Linked DNA regions of Mus musculus: region 1 is linked to region 2. A link is a contact called in public HiChIP or PLAC-seq data. All regions are on one chromosome and are shown on one strand. The core of a region is the stretch at or near the end of the contact, and the rest is flanking DNA. Distances in the headings are between cores, read along the strand shown. Region 1 has its middle 130 kb from the start of Gm32727. Region 2 has its middle 83 kb from the start of Mir7025.

Region 1 (3,356 bases), core at 405-2,904, 590 kb after region 2:
CCATATACCTCTGAGGGACGTAAAAAGATCATGCCAAGAGTGTGAACAGCCTCAGCTCTAGAGTCAATACAGGCTCTGCCAGCTCCTACCTATGTGACCTTGGACAGGTCATTTACTTAGCACCTATAAGCCTCAGACTGTCACAGTTAGACAAGAGTGGTAAGAACTCTTAGTTGTAGGGATGTTACCAAGACCAACAAAAATGTCTAGCAAAAACACCTGACTGTCATAAGTACCAAGTATATATCTTCTATTATGATTAATAGCTGAACAGATATGTCCTTCAGGAGTCTGCTCCTATATGTAGTAGTGACAGGACAGTGGGGTCCTGGACAGTGTGATGGTAGCCACAACAAGCTGGCCTCATCCCTACAATGTCCTCTAGAGACCAGGATTTCTTTTCACCTCCCATTATAGGCATTTGAAAAAGCAGAAACGGTTTCCCAGTGTGATCTGGGATCATCAAGTTTTCACGATCTCAGGTCACTTGTCCTCGCTGGTCTATCTCAGTCCACGCACTTCCCTCCCTGGGCCCCAGGGTTCTTACATGGCTGATCTATTACCTGTTCCTTTCAAACAGTCCGGGACTCACACTGTCCTTCCTGCCTCTGGTGCCCTGCCTCTGCGCCTCATTCGTACAGGCTTGCTCATGCAAAATGTGAAATGCCATATCTCATTTAACTATCAGAGAAGGGAGCTTGTCCTTCTCTTTATGTAATCTGTAGATTAGAAGAGAGAGAGACATTCGTGTTGTTCTAATTCAATGTGGTAGACATCTGAGAGAAAACCCGGGATATGTAGGAGCCAAGAGCAGAGACATCAACCATGCAGTTGCTCCCTGGAACTTTACTCTTTGGCAAGAGCTGGGTCAAGTTCTGGCCCCTTACTACCTAACACTCACTTCACATCCATCAGGAGAGATCAACTCCCTGAGTTTTAATATTCTATTAAATAATATTGAAGACCAGTTCCCTCCAGCTAGGCTTTGAGTTAAATAGATTGTGTGTGTGTGCTTGGCACTAGAAATAGAACCCAGGTGAGGCTGGACCCTAAGGACTCAGAAATACTAAGCAAGCCATCTCCTACTGAGCTACACTCCAGCCCGAAATCCATCATACATACTGCCCTATCACACCCTCCCAACACTCTCATAAGTTGGCACTCCTCACTTTTCATTCGCCACCGTGCTGAGCTGTCTTGCCCATCTGCCTATTTTCTTCTTAGCCCCCTCACCCTCAGAAACTCATTCCCATGTTTTATTTCTGTCCTTTCATTAGAACATGTAAGTTCCACCAGAACAAGGAAGGCTACCTCCTTTAAGCTAAGCTATCCATACATCCTTGAATCTTGGCTATATGGTACCCATTGAGTCTTCAATCAATACTTCTCAGATGAGTTAATTAATGAATGCAACAATTTATTTTATCTGTTGTGGCTGAGGTAAGATGTAAACCCAGACGTGTCACTCGGTGATTCCTTTTATGGCCCCCTCCTGTCCACCTTACTTCAGGGATTGTCTCCTTACTCCTGTCTCTGCTTTGTGGCTTTGAGGGCAATGACAACCATTGTCACAGTCATCGTTGCAGCCCCATCCCTCCAGCCTCTGTAGGGACATGCCTTGCTCCTCACTGCCCATATTTGCTGAGATGAATTGAATATGTTTCCATGACAACACTGGAGCAGGAGGAAGAATGCGAGGCCCTGTATGATTCCCCTACCCTCTCCATTGAGAACTGAATGACAGCTTGTGGGAGATTCCTCCTCACAACTCCTAGCATCGAGGTCCCAGAACCACTCCTGGTCAGAGATGGCTTTGTCAAAGAGGTACCACTCACTGATGCTAAAGTTGGCCAGGTCTCTGTGAGGTGATGTCACAATGTCAGCCTGAGTGAGTAAATCCTATAGATGGTTTCAGCACATTATCCACATGAAGACTGAGGTCCAAGTCATTGCATTTCTTAGAAGATCATAGGCTTTATGGCACAGTGACTTACTGGATCGCTTATATGGCCAGGGTTCCCTGCTAGTGTGAGCTAACCTGGGCATTCCAGTGAAAAGGCGGTGGATGTGTCTTTGTGGGAATGCTGCTGGTGCACAGGGGCTTCCTGTCTGCCTTGATCCTTGGCTTCTCACATCTCTCCTGTGAAAATCAAGGGAGCCTCACAAACTTCTGTCCTGTCCCCTTTCTCTGTGTCTATGGGGAGCTGCAGCAGCAAAAGTTTTCCTTGGAGCTGACACAAAATTGCCTGCTGTCATCGGAAAACCCAGAGGACCTAACGAGTCGGCAGCTGGGTACCACATCAGACTCTGGCCACCTGGTAGGCAAAGGACCTCCCGGAACAATAAGGGAAGAGAGGTGTGGTAGCATCATGGTCAGGGAGCCCTAAATTCCTCTTTCGGGGAACCAGCCATGGTGATGGGAGCCGCCTCTGCTCTCTCACTTTGCCGGGATCAGAAGAGGCAGACCCCATTTCTAAGCTGACAGAGAAAGCAGCAGCCATAGACTATGACCTCACAGCAGCTGGACGTCCCCTCCCTTCCTTGTGCAAGTCCTCTGTCACCTGAGTTTTCTGCATTAACACAGTTCCCAGAAGCCCTCACAGAACTGGCCTTTAAGAGAATAATTCTCAGATTCAGGTTCCAAGAAAGACTCAGAACCCACTTGAAAGAGGTCTACAGGCTGTTTCTGTAAAGGGCCAGATATATAGTCAGGCTGCATGGACCATAGCAGCTCTTGAAACTGTCCTCTCTGCACTTCCCATGCCATAACAGCCGCAGTGAAGGGCCAGACAAACGGAATGGCAGCTTTCTGGTAAATCATACAGACAAATGCTGTGAGCAGCTGGATTTGACCACGAGCTACAATTTGCCAACAGAGCACAGGCTTGTAAGTCAGAGACCTTTCCTCGCCACCTCTTTATCCCCAGGGTCTTTCCCAGGCGCATCCAGGGGGAGGTGTTGAAATGCTATTTGTGGAGATGCTCACCAGCTGATAGCAGGTCAAGAGAGTCAGACTTGTGATACCTTCTCAGAGACTACAGCATATGAAGAGGATCCTGTCCAGGGGCTGAGGACTCCAAAGCCAGGCCTCTGGCATCAAACCTGCCACCTCAGCTCCTCTAACCAAACAGATCCACAAATCCCCAAATCCCAGGTCATTGGGATCTCCTGGTCCCCTCTTGGGAAGCTCACAGGAAATAAAGTCTGAGGGTATAGGGTATCAGGAACAAGCAAGGAGCACACAGCCTGGCCACTCTTCACACTTTAGTACTTTCCTTATGTCCCCAACACTGTAGACAGCTACATGCTATTGTCATTTCACAGGGTGAGCTAGGGCCACTGCGCCGACCTCAGAT
Region 2 (3,612 bases), core at 1,018-3,517:
AGAGAACCTGGGGATGCAGAAGGACATAGGCCGAGTTAGTTCTGCTCACACTGAGAAGACCACCTGTGAAGAATGCTTTGGGAGAAGTAGGTTGGAACTGCTCTAAACAGGAGCCTCAAGACAAGAATGTGTCTGGAGGATCCGAGTAGCAACCAGAGGCCATGTTGGCTGGGTGTGAGACAGGGAGAAGAGCAGGTAAATGTCTGACCAAAGATGGTGCGGGGTGGGACTGTGTGCAGGCTGTGGGAAGCTGTGCTTCTTTCCACACAAGATAGGAAGCAGTAGGAGTGCCTTGGGGAGAGAAGTGACCTGATCTGCCTTGTTCAACCTCACAGCCAGCTGCTATGTGGGCAATAGCTGAGGCGACAAGGGAAGAACAGCTCAGGGGGTGGGGTGGAGGGGGCAGTGATGGCGCACGCCTTTAATCCCAGTACTGGGGAGGTAGAGGAGGGTGCATCTCTGTGTTTTTGAGGCCAGCCTGGTTTAACAGAAGTAGGACATCCAGGGCTACAGAGAAACCCTACCTCAAAAAACCAAAAAGCCAAAACCACAACCAACCAACCAACCAACCAACCAACCAACCAACCAACCAACCACCACTACCACCACCACAACACAGAACAAACCAAAACCAACAAAACAAAAGAAAGAATATCTGTGCTGGGATCTAGGGACCACTGAGGGACTCAGCTGAGGGACAGTTTGGATGGGGACCAGTTTCCCTCACTGGAAGCACTGACATTGGGGATGACATGGTGATGGTGGGGCCTGTTCCGTGGAAGCATTGGCCTTGTGGATGATTCTCCATGGTGACGGTGGGGCCTCTACCATATGTATACCTCAGGATGCTTCTCAGCATCCCATCAGTGGGCATTGATCCACTAATGTCCATTGCATTCTTTCAGTGTGATAGCCCAGAGTGTCATAGTTAAAGGGACTTTAGGCAGCTGCAATGTGAGCCACTGGCGTCTGGCAGGCCTTGACCTTCTCCCCAGTTCCCTCTGCCTTGCTAAAAACTGTTAGATTACATTTCTAAAGCTACTCACCAAGGTCTATTCTCTTTATTTGGCCAAATCCTCCTCTTGAGGCTGGCTATCAGGGTCCAGCCATTAAAGTATTGAAGTCCAGCAATCAAAAGCCCCCTTTGGCTCACCTAATCAACATTCACAGTTAAAATTAAACTCCTCATCCTAACAGAGGGTTTCTCCCTTTATCTTTATAAACCATCATTTCCTTATGCCCTGAGTCTGTCTCCTTCCATCCAGGCACAGTCCTTTTTCCTCCAGGACAAATGCCCCTCCCCCTCTCCCCTTCCTCTCTCTCCTTTGTTCCCTTCCCCTTCTTTCTCTTTTTCTATTTCCTGTCCTTTATCCCTGCCTTCTGTCCCTTTGGGGTAGATAAACCTCCTTTGTGCTGAGAACATGGTCTTGGGGTGTTTTGAGCTGACTCTGAGGTTCCCTACAGTAATAACAAGGCAGGAAACAATCCGATTTAGGGTGCGCTGAGATTATAGGTTGGGAGTTAAGGAGGAGTCAAAGAACATGCCAAGGCTTTTGGTTTAAGTGACCAGATGGAGCCGCCATTGACAGAATAGGGAAGAAAAGGCTGGAGATCACCGGAGAGGTCTACAGTGGCGTTAAATACATGCCTTATGTGTTGTTCCATAATTTTAGAGATTGCAAAAAAGGAGCTGGTGCTGAGGTCATGGGGGCATAGATATGTATAAGTGGCTACAGACAGTGATAGTATTGCCAGGGGTTCTGGCACCCCAACAAATATATTCCAGACAGTCATGTCTTCTCGGGTTTTGAGACTAGTGTTAAGAGTACCTTATTGTGAGGGTTGAGGGTTAGTTAGTATGCTGAACTCCTTAAATACAGAGGTCGCCACGAGGTCTCCAGGCCTTTGAAACCAAGGCATTATTGTATCAGGGCAATATCTCTGATCTCACAGCCTTGAGCCTTGAAATCTGCATTGAGTTATTTATTATCGCATATCTGTTTTATCCAGTGTTTAGTTTCACCCCACCGAAGAGGAAGCCATGGTTTGGAGAAGAACCTGGCTCTTGAATGATTGTGGATCTGATTTAAAGAGCTGAAAAGAACATTCTCTCCTTGGTGGGGGAAGTGGGGAGGGATCCATTGTGTTTTACCTCCAGCCTTTGGCTGCAGCCTGGAGTTGGAAAGCACTCTGCTGAAGCACAGCTATAGATAGAACGCTCGCCTCGCATCTGCCTGGAGGTATAAACAGCCGCAGGAAGTTTGGAAAGCTGAGCCTGTGCTAGCGCTTTCCCCGCTACAGATTCTGTCGCCGCTCCACACAGGGTGTGCTGCTCACTGTTTGGTGTGTGGCTTCTGCAGCTCCTTCTCTCCCAAATCTCAGCAGAAGCTCCCGCAATGCACTGCTGAAGAGACAGAGAAAACCAAACCCAACCAAGACTCGTGCCTGCCTTTTAACAGGCTAGACACTCTCTCTTTCTCCTCGTCCCCTCTCTAGACAAGATCTCTTTATCTGCCATTCCCATGTGCTCATGTTTTTAATACTTACTCCCTGGCATATGGGGCTCTTTTTTATTATTTTGAGACAAGGTCTCTTGTACCCCAAGCTGGCCTTGATCTTGCCACGTAGCACAATCTGATCATGAACTCCTGGTTCTTTTTCCTCCATTTCTCAAGTTCAAGATTACAGGCATGGACCACTATGGTGAGACATCATAGGTTTAATGTCTCAGGGTCTTGTGAATGTTAAGCAAGCACTCAACCACTTGAGCTATACCCCTAGCCATTGTGTTGGCATTTTGAAGGTGGTAGGGCCTTTAGGGTAGTGGCCCTCAACCTATGGGTTGTGACCCCTTTGGGAGTTGAACAACCCTATCACGTGAATTACCTAAGACAACTGGAAAACACAGATCTTTACATTCATTACAAATTATAGTTACAGAGTAGCAATGGAAATAATTTTATGATTGGGAGTTACAACATGAGGATCTGTACTAAATAAAGGGTCTCAGCATTAGGAAGGCCGAGCTCTGCTGCTTTAGGGATTCCGGCTTGACTGGCAGAAACAGCTCTCCAGGGGCAAGACTGTGAAAGCTATCCTACCCTTGGCTTTTATCTAGCTGATTCCTGTCTGAGCCATGTTGATGTCTGATCAGCTTCCTATTCCCGTTGCCATGGATACAGCTGCTCCAACATGCCTTCCTGCTGTGATGGACTGAGACCATGAGCCAAAACACACTGTCCTTGCTGCTGCCAGGTACTTTGATCACAAAAATGAAAACAACAACAACAACAACAACCTAGTATTCTCCATAGCTCATGTGCAGATCAGACTGGCCTTGAACTTCCAATGAGTCTGCCTTAGTCCCCTAAGTGCTGGGAAAACAGGTAACCATAACCATACCATTTCAATGTTAAAGAGAGTAAGCCTCACTATATCAAAATGAGGAGTGCAGGGAGAGTAGGGGTTGAGGGAGAAGGAGGAGGATGAGGAGGAAGAAGGGAGGGAGGGACGGACGGAGGGAGGGAGAGAGAGGGGGGAGACTCTGCCTTTAAATTAGTGAAGATTCCGGGGCTGAAGAGATGGCTCACAGGTTAAGATTGCTTGCTACTC

The links. HiChIP or PLAC-seq counts read pairs in DNA pulled down with a chosen protein or histone mark.
Region 1: a contact with region 2 is called in an H3K27ac HiChIP or PLAC-seq map of VIP interneurons, with 3 times the contacts expected there. The contact joins two enhancer-like sites. A contact is called at or near these places in 1 of 15 datasets of contacts at CTCF or cohesin (the NIH/3T3 cell line), 1 of 484 Hi-C or Micro-C datasets (the HPC-7 cell line), 5 of 115 datasets of contacts at active chromatin or transcription factors (VIP interneurons, bone marrow-derived macrophages, differentiating embryonic stem cells and 1 more) and 1 of 9 other capture datasets (embryonic stem cells).

The regions. Positions count from the first base shown.
Region 1 is chr5:75,844,532-75,847,887 of GRCm38.p6, forward strand. No RefSeq gene overlaps it. Among named protein-coding and RNA genes, the nearest start is that of Gm32727, 130 kb to the right of the region's middle. Within about 2 kb of position 1,655, at least 5 of the 459 cell types and tissues checked have an H3K27ac peak or open chromatin away from gene starts, as enhancers often do. A contact at or near this core is called in VIP interneurons, where this site is marked.
Region 2 is chr5:75,258,229-75,261,840 of GRCm38.p6, forward strand. No RefSeq gene overlaps it. Among named protein-coding and RNA genes, the nearest start is that of Mir7025, 83 kb to the left of the region's middle. Within about 2 kb of position 2,268, at least 13 of the 459 cell types and tissues checked have an H3K27ac peak or open chromatin away from gene starts, as enhancers often do. A contact at or near this core is called in VIP interneurons, where this site is marked.